Regions from separate parts of the Rattus norvegicus genome. Here region 1 is linked to region 2. Evidence: chromatin contacts called from public Hi-C data. All regions are on one chromosome and are shown on one strand. Each heading gives the region's core, a stretch centred on a gene start, on an enhancer-like site or on the middle of the called end of the contact. The rest is flanking DNA. Distances are from core to core; before and after follow the strand shown. Region 1 overlaps LOC102555798 (a long non-coding RNA gene). Region 2 has its middle 26 kb from the start of Hhipl2.

The links. A called contact is a pair of places that touch in the nucleus more often than the background predicts.
Region 1: a Hi-C map of Schwann cells shows a contact between it and region 2, with 11 times the contacts expected there. The contact joins two enhancer-like sites. A contact is called at or near these places in 9 of 12 Hi-C or Micro-C datasets (the A7r5 cell line, Schwann cells, frontal cortex and 4 more).

Annotation. Positions count from the first base shown.
Region 1 is chr13:97,764,192-97,767,248 of GRCr8, forward strand. LOC102555798 (a long non-coding RNA gene) reads left to right here. Exons shown (of 10, transcript XR_010057116.1): 6 at 1,097-1,238; 7 at 2,829-2,883; 8 at 3,027-3,057. Among named protein-coding and RNA genes, the nearest start is that of Hhipl2, 180 kb to the left of the region's middle. Within about 2 kb of position 1,805, at least 11 of the 93 cell types and tissues checked have an H3K27ac peak or open chromatin away from gene starts, as enhancers often do. A contact at or near this core is called in Schwann cells, where this site is marked.
Region 2 is chr13:97,610,473-97,613,737 of GRCr8, forward strand. No RefSeq gene overlaps it. Among named protein-coding and RNA genes, the nearest start is that of Hhipl2, 26 kb to the left of the region's middle. Within about 2 kb of position 1,804, at least 8 of the 93 cell types and tissues checked have an H3K27ac peak or open chromatin away from gene starts, as enhancers often do. A contact at or near this core is called in Schwann cells, where this site is marked.

The sequences.
Region 1 (3,057 bases), core at 555-3,054, 150 kb after region 2:
AACCTTGAACTAGACTGGTAGCCAGCAAACTGGTCTTCCTGTCTCTGTGGTTTCAGGAATATGCGGCCATTCCTGGTTTATTACATAGGTGCTGGGGGTTTGAACTCGGGTCCCCACCTTCCACGGCAGGCGTTTTTACCCGCTGTGCCATCACTCCAGCGCTGAACTTAATGACATTCTTCTGAGGTCCAAACTGTGCCTGCTTGTGCTCTTGAATGATTACTAGAGCTCTGTTAGGCTCGCCTCCGTAATCACGCTGCAAAGGGCAGAGGCAAACTCTATGCATCGCGTGAAGCCCTGCCAAGCCTTCAATTAACATCGGGTCTTTGGACGCAATGGCTTACGTTACACTATTTCTTCCCATTTGAAGCTATTTCTTCTTTCAATACTCTGCCGGTGAGGTTCTTGTATGCATTTGTGTAAATTACATTATTTACATTTTAGGATAATGTTTGGGTGAAAATAGTGCCTTATGCCCTGTTTATAGGCAGTAAATACAAACATCTGGACATTCAAACTATGTAAGTCTTAAGGTTCTTGGTCTACATTTAGAACCTAGGACCTTTGGTTGTGATGTGTAACTCTCTCTCTCTCTCTCTCTCTCTCTCTCTCTCTCTCTCTCTCTCTCCACAAAGTGGTAGTAAATTCAGACTTGACTAAATGGTCAATAGTCAAATAGTCACTCGTTTTTACAGATTTCTTTCTATTTGGGGCATTGAAACAGATACCTACAGAAAGGGATTTCATATAAAGATCTATAAGCCCACTTAGCCCTCTGAATGAAGGGCAAGCCAGCCTACAGTGATGAGGACATATAACCCCCTTTTTCTTCCTGGCACCACCTACAGAGAAGTTAATATTCTAGTAATATAGCAAGGGATACTATTTTATTGACCCGCACAGACAAAATCAATGGGAAGAAAGCACACAATTTCATGGTAATCTTAACGTGCTTGCTAGGACACTTCACAATGAATGCTTGCTAAATGCAAGACAGATCTTGCAGATACTGCACTGATACACAGTAGGTGTTAATCTCAGTTTTCTGTGTCCAGCAAAGATGGACACAGTTCTTTCTTCCTAATTCCACTTTCAGATTATTCTAGGCTGAATTTATCCTGGAGGCCAGATCCCCACTACCGAGATCCAGCGTGTGGACTGAGCTGCAAAGCCCTGATTTCTATTCAGTCTCCGGTGTGTGTTTCCCAGTGTGCTGTAGCACCATAGGCCCAGCAGAGGTATGGGACAGGATGGGAGCTTATCTATAATTGTTCTCAGATTATCAGAAAAAGTAGAGAAAACCATGGGGGTGACTGAAAAAAAAACAGTGGATAAAGGGGTTTGTGGGGGTGGGGGAGATTGTCCAGGGACAGAGGTCAGTGTGGAGAGATACCCGATGTTACAGGGAGCGAGGGCAGGGTTCTGACCATGTCTTCTGCCCTTCCTTCTATTTCACACTACTGTTCCCCTTAGCTGGCTGGACTCAAGTAAGGGCCAGAGAGCCCAGCGAAGCTGACAGTACAGTACAGAATGGTTCTATTAAATCTTAAGGCTGGAGGGGGGGCGTAGAGGGTGCACAGTGAGGGGACACGCTGGCGAGGGCAATCGGAAGCCAGCCAGCATACATTAGCGAGTCTTTGTCAGACATGAGTGTTTTCTTCTGAGGCACGAGGCTCCAAAAGGTCAGCAATTTCACTTTCCGTTTGGATGCCTTTTCTGTTTCGGCAGCGGGATCCTCTGCTTGCAATTTGTTCTGGGAGAATGGCTCTGCTGCGGAGTTGGACGGGGAACAGAGCTGCCTAATAGTGAAACCTCGACCCGGAGGTGTCTGTGGTTTCTAGGAAGTCTGGTGTGAGGGGTGACGAGCCCAGGAGGAAGCGCTGGCTTTCTTGTGGTTTGATGAGGAGTTCAAATGCCATCCCCCTTCTTAAGGAAAGGAAATACCTCCTTTCTCTTAAGCGTCCACAGCACCTGGGTGCTGTTTTCCTGACAAACGGCCCCCTTTTCCTTCCTTCTTTCTGTTTTTATTTTATCTTTATCATATTAAACTGGGTTATGTAAGGGCATATTCATGCCAGTAACCAATGCATTTTGAACACAGTCCTTCTCACACTCCAAGAACCCCTTCTCCTTCTCCCCACTCCCTATTAGCCTTCTCTTTTCTTCTAAAATTCTTTCATCCATTTTCATGGCATCTGTACATGATTCTATGCATCTATATAAAACCCAGGGCACCGAAAAAGAGAAGAAATGTGATGTTTGTTTTTCTAGATTGACTTAATTATCTTATCCTGATTTTCTGTAGTGGCATCCATTTTCCTGAAATTGAATAATTTCATATTTTTTTTTGTTTTGATGGATGAAAAGCATTCCACTGTACACACACACACACACACACACACACACACACACACACACCCCACATTTTCTTGCAGATCCCTCTGCTGGGGGACTGCTAGGTTGTTTCTGTAACGTAGCTGGCGTGAACAGTGCTACCTAAAACTGTATGGAGATTCCACCCTCTGTCCCTTGCTTCCATTTTCTTCCTCAGCTAACTGTTCCCACCTTGAAGAAACATTTGAGATTTTTTTAATGAGTCACTAAAATGTTTGGTATATGACCACATTTCTTGTCCGTTTCTTTGTATTTTCCCCCCAAATTTTTTTTGTGTACATTTTATAAGTTGACTTATTGAAGAATTCCTTTGATCTAAATTCTCATTGTTTTAGCATAAAGTTGTTTATAAATAACATTTTGGTCTTAAATTTATTTTCTTTTTAAGTTTTTTTATAGTTGTAATTTATTTTTGTCCTTTTTTATTGATGTAGATGTTCAGCATGACAGATTTCCTCCAGTCATTTCTTTAGTGCACCCCATGAATTGGTAGGTAAATGTTTTACATTGTAACTGTTTTGCAAATTCTTTTAATTTCTGCTTGTATTTCTCCTTTGCCCAATATCTAGTAGGTCTTGTAATTTCCCTATTTTTTAATGCCTTCAATTTTCTTTTCTTCTCTCTCTTTGCAGTTTAATTAAACAGTACTGTAAGTTATTTTTC
Region 2 (3,265 bases), core at 554-3,053:
GTTCCAGACTCAGGGTTTCAATCAGGGACGACTTTGTACCTTCCACCCCAGGGAGCCGATGGAAACAGCCGAAGAAACTCTCAGAGCTCAAACAGAAACGCCTCCACATGAAAACTTCAGGTTTCTTCAGGTTTTCTTTAGAGAGTGGTTAAGCCTTTGCATATGTTTAAATTCAGATAAATTGTTCGGACAGCGCTGGAAGACAAGCAGGATGGTGGAGAATCGGGTGGCTCTAGAACTTTTTGTCCTGGAGTGGGAGATAGTGTTATTTCTCATCTTGGGGTCAGGAAATCCTGGTTTTCTATGGCTGTTCTGCTACTGCTGGCTGGGTGACCTCAGTCAAGTGACATGACATTTCTGAACTTCAGTTTCTTCATGTATAACCGAAATATTTCCCTAAGGAGCTGGTATAGACTATTCATGGGTTAAATAGTAAGAGGTCACAAAGTTCTTGGGACAAGACTTGTGCCTTTTATAAGACAACTTTGTGTTAAATGGTAGTTTATAGTAGTGGCTCCTCCTCCTGCTCCTCCCCACCCTTCCTCCTCCTCCTCCTCCTCCTCCTCCTCCTCCCACTCCTCCTCCCCCACTCCTCCTCTCATTGCTCCTCAACCCCCACATCCCTTTCTTTTGGCCATTCCCCAGTGTATTAGTTACTCCCCGCCCCCCCATGACAGAATACCTCATAGAAGCAATTTAAGAGAGGGGAGGTTTATTTTGGTGCATGACTTAGGAGCTATAGCTCTTCATGGTGGGAAAGGCAGTACACCTGTGGTGGTCGGAGCTTGTGGTGTGGCTTGTTCCTCATTCAGGGAAGTAGAAGGAGAATTAGGAACAGAGAGTAAGTTCCAAGCAGGACCTGCCTACAAACCGAAGGGTTTGCCCCTACAGACTCCCATGTCCTGAGCTCCATGGCCAACCTCCCAAACAGCGCCACCTACTGGGACAAAGTGTTTAAACACATGAGACTATGGGGGACATTTTACATCCAAACCACCAGCCTTGGGAACCTGAGTTCCAGACCCAGGGTTTCCAATCAGGGATGATTTTGCATCTCCCACCCCAGGGAGCCAACGGGAACACCTGCAGATATTTCAATAGTTGTTTCAGGATGGAGCTGGGGATTGGGGTTGCTACTGGCATCTCCTTGGCAAAAGAGGGGGAGTGTTAAGTGTTTGTGGCGAACAGACAGCTTCACAGTGACACAGACCACTTTGACCCTGTGGTACCAAGGTCAGTAAATCTCAGTCTCTAAATATCTGTAAGGCATCTGTTCGATGGTGAGTACCAGCTCGGGGTTCATGCACTGGGCAGGGAATGAGTAAGTACCATGGAGGCTTCCTGGTAAGTAGCCTATCTATGCTTAGTGACTATGTGGAAACACTTTCTACCTCTTGGATGGGAAGGGCCACGGGTACCGGGAGGGTAATCTTGCACTCCAAGTTTAGAGACCTTGAGCAGGAAGGTTAAAGACAAGAAAGTTGCACGGGTCCCTTGGGAGGGCCATCTTTCTCCATGTCTGTGCTTGGGTTGCCTGGGGACGACATCAGCTTCTCTGTCACGAGGTCATCATTTATAAGCAAAGGCGGCTAAAGAGAAAGGGGTGAGGCAGGGCTCGCAAGTAAAGAGCTCGCCCAGCTTCCTTCTTGGTGACATGGTCCCAGTTTATTTACATTAAAGATTAAAAAGTGCACAGTACAAGACTTCCAGGCAAAGTCTGCCTGCTGAGTAGTAAGTAGAGAACTTTTCCCTACAAGAGGACCTTGCTGTCCTCTTGGCTGCTGTGAAGTGAGTAGTCAGTAGGTGGCGCTAGTTCACCACATAAGAGGATGCCAGCCCTGGCTACAAATTATACCAGTCTTGGAGTCTCTCACTCCTGAAGAGGAAAATAGAGTAACAGGAGCGATTTAGTTCTTAAAATAAGTCAGCAGCCCAGTGAAGCAAACGCCATGACGACGGCAGGTACATTTTCTTGCCTGAACTGGTGGAGAAGGACATTTGCCGCCAGAGGCTCTGGCTGCAGATTCCAAATGATCAAAACACACAATTAGACGAAGTCTCGCAGCAGGCCTGGCCTTGCAGGTGAATTTGAGCCATCTGGTGCCCAGTCATATGAGATCCGGCATGGACAGTGTGTTGTGGTGACAGTCCAGAGGGAAGGGCCCTGTCACTCGGGCTCCTGTTTGCGCTGCCAGTCCCCAGCTTGGGACAGTTTTGTCGACTTGAAGCTTTAACGTGACCAGGCTGTCTCTGGAGAGTGGTCTCTGCTTCCGTGCTGGGGACTGAGCAAAAGGCTCAAGAAAAAAGGGGCCAAATAGCAGTTTGAAATGTTGTGGAAAAGTCCCCCCAGTGTTAAGTGCTACGTTCCTGGAAAGTGGAGCAGAGCAGAATCTGGTATTTTGAGAGAGTCAAATACCGGATTGTTTGGCAGAAAGAAAAGGCAGGAGAAAGATGGTAGGCTAAGCCGGTTGTGGTGGCGCACACCGGTAGGATTTGCTGAAGGAGGCAGAGGCAGGAGGATCATGAGTTCGAGGCCAGCCTGGGCTACACATTTAAAAAAAAAAAGATGGCAGGCTAAATACACAGCGGGGTGGTAGGAGTATATTAATTATACATAATAATAATATAATTTGTTAATTATACATAACGGGTTTTCACTGTCTCTCCATACATACATCTTAAGCATCTTGCTATATTCACCTTCTCTTGTTCCCATCCCTCTCCTCCTGGTCCCCTCCCTCTTCCCAACACCCTGCCCCCCAATTCAACTTTCACGTCTTTTTTGTTGCCATTGGCCCAGAGAGTTTCATTAGGAAGCTTAAAGGCGTGTGGATGAAAGGTAGTTTACTGGGGCACAGGCGACTCAGAGATGGTTACACCACTGAAGAACGTGTTTCCCCTCCCCCAGTAACCATTAGCGGCTCATAACTCCTCAGAGAGGAGTGGGGTCTCTAGAGCCCCCTTCCCCCCTAAGATGCTGACGCCCTTGTCCCATGTAGGTCATCACAACGGCTGTGAGCTCAGGCATGTGATTACCATGTTGTGCCTAGAAGACAGTGCTCCCAAGCAAAGAGATTTGGTTTCTTAAGTATGTGGGTGACCTTTGGGTGTTTGCCACACTCTGTTCCCAGGAGCGTCTGGAGAGCCACGGGTCCCAGGCCAGTGAAAGCAGTAAGTCAGTATGACAAATGATAAACAGAATTTATAGACCCGAATAAAGGAATCGGCAAATTTAAATCCCACAACAGCATACACAGCATCTGAG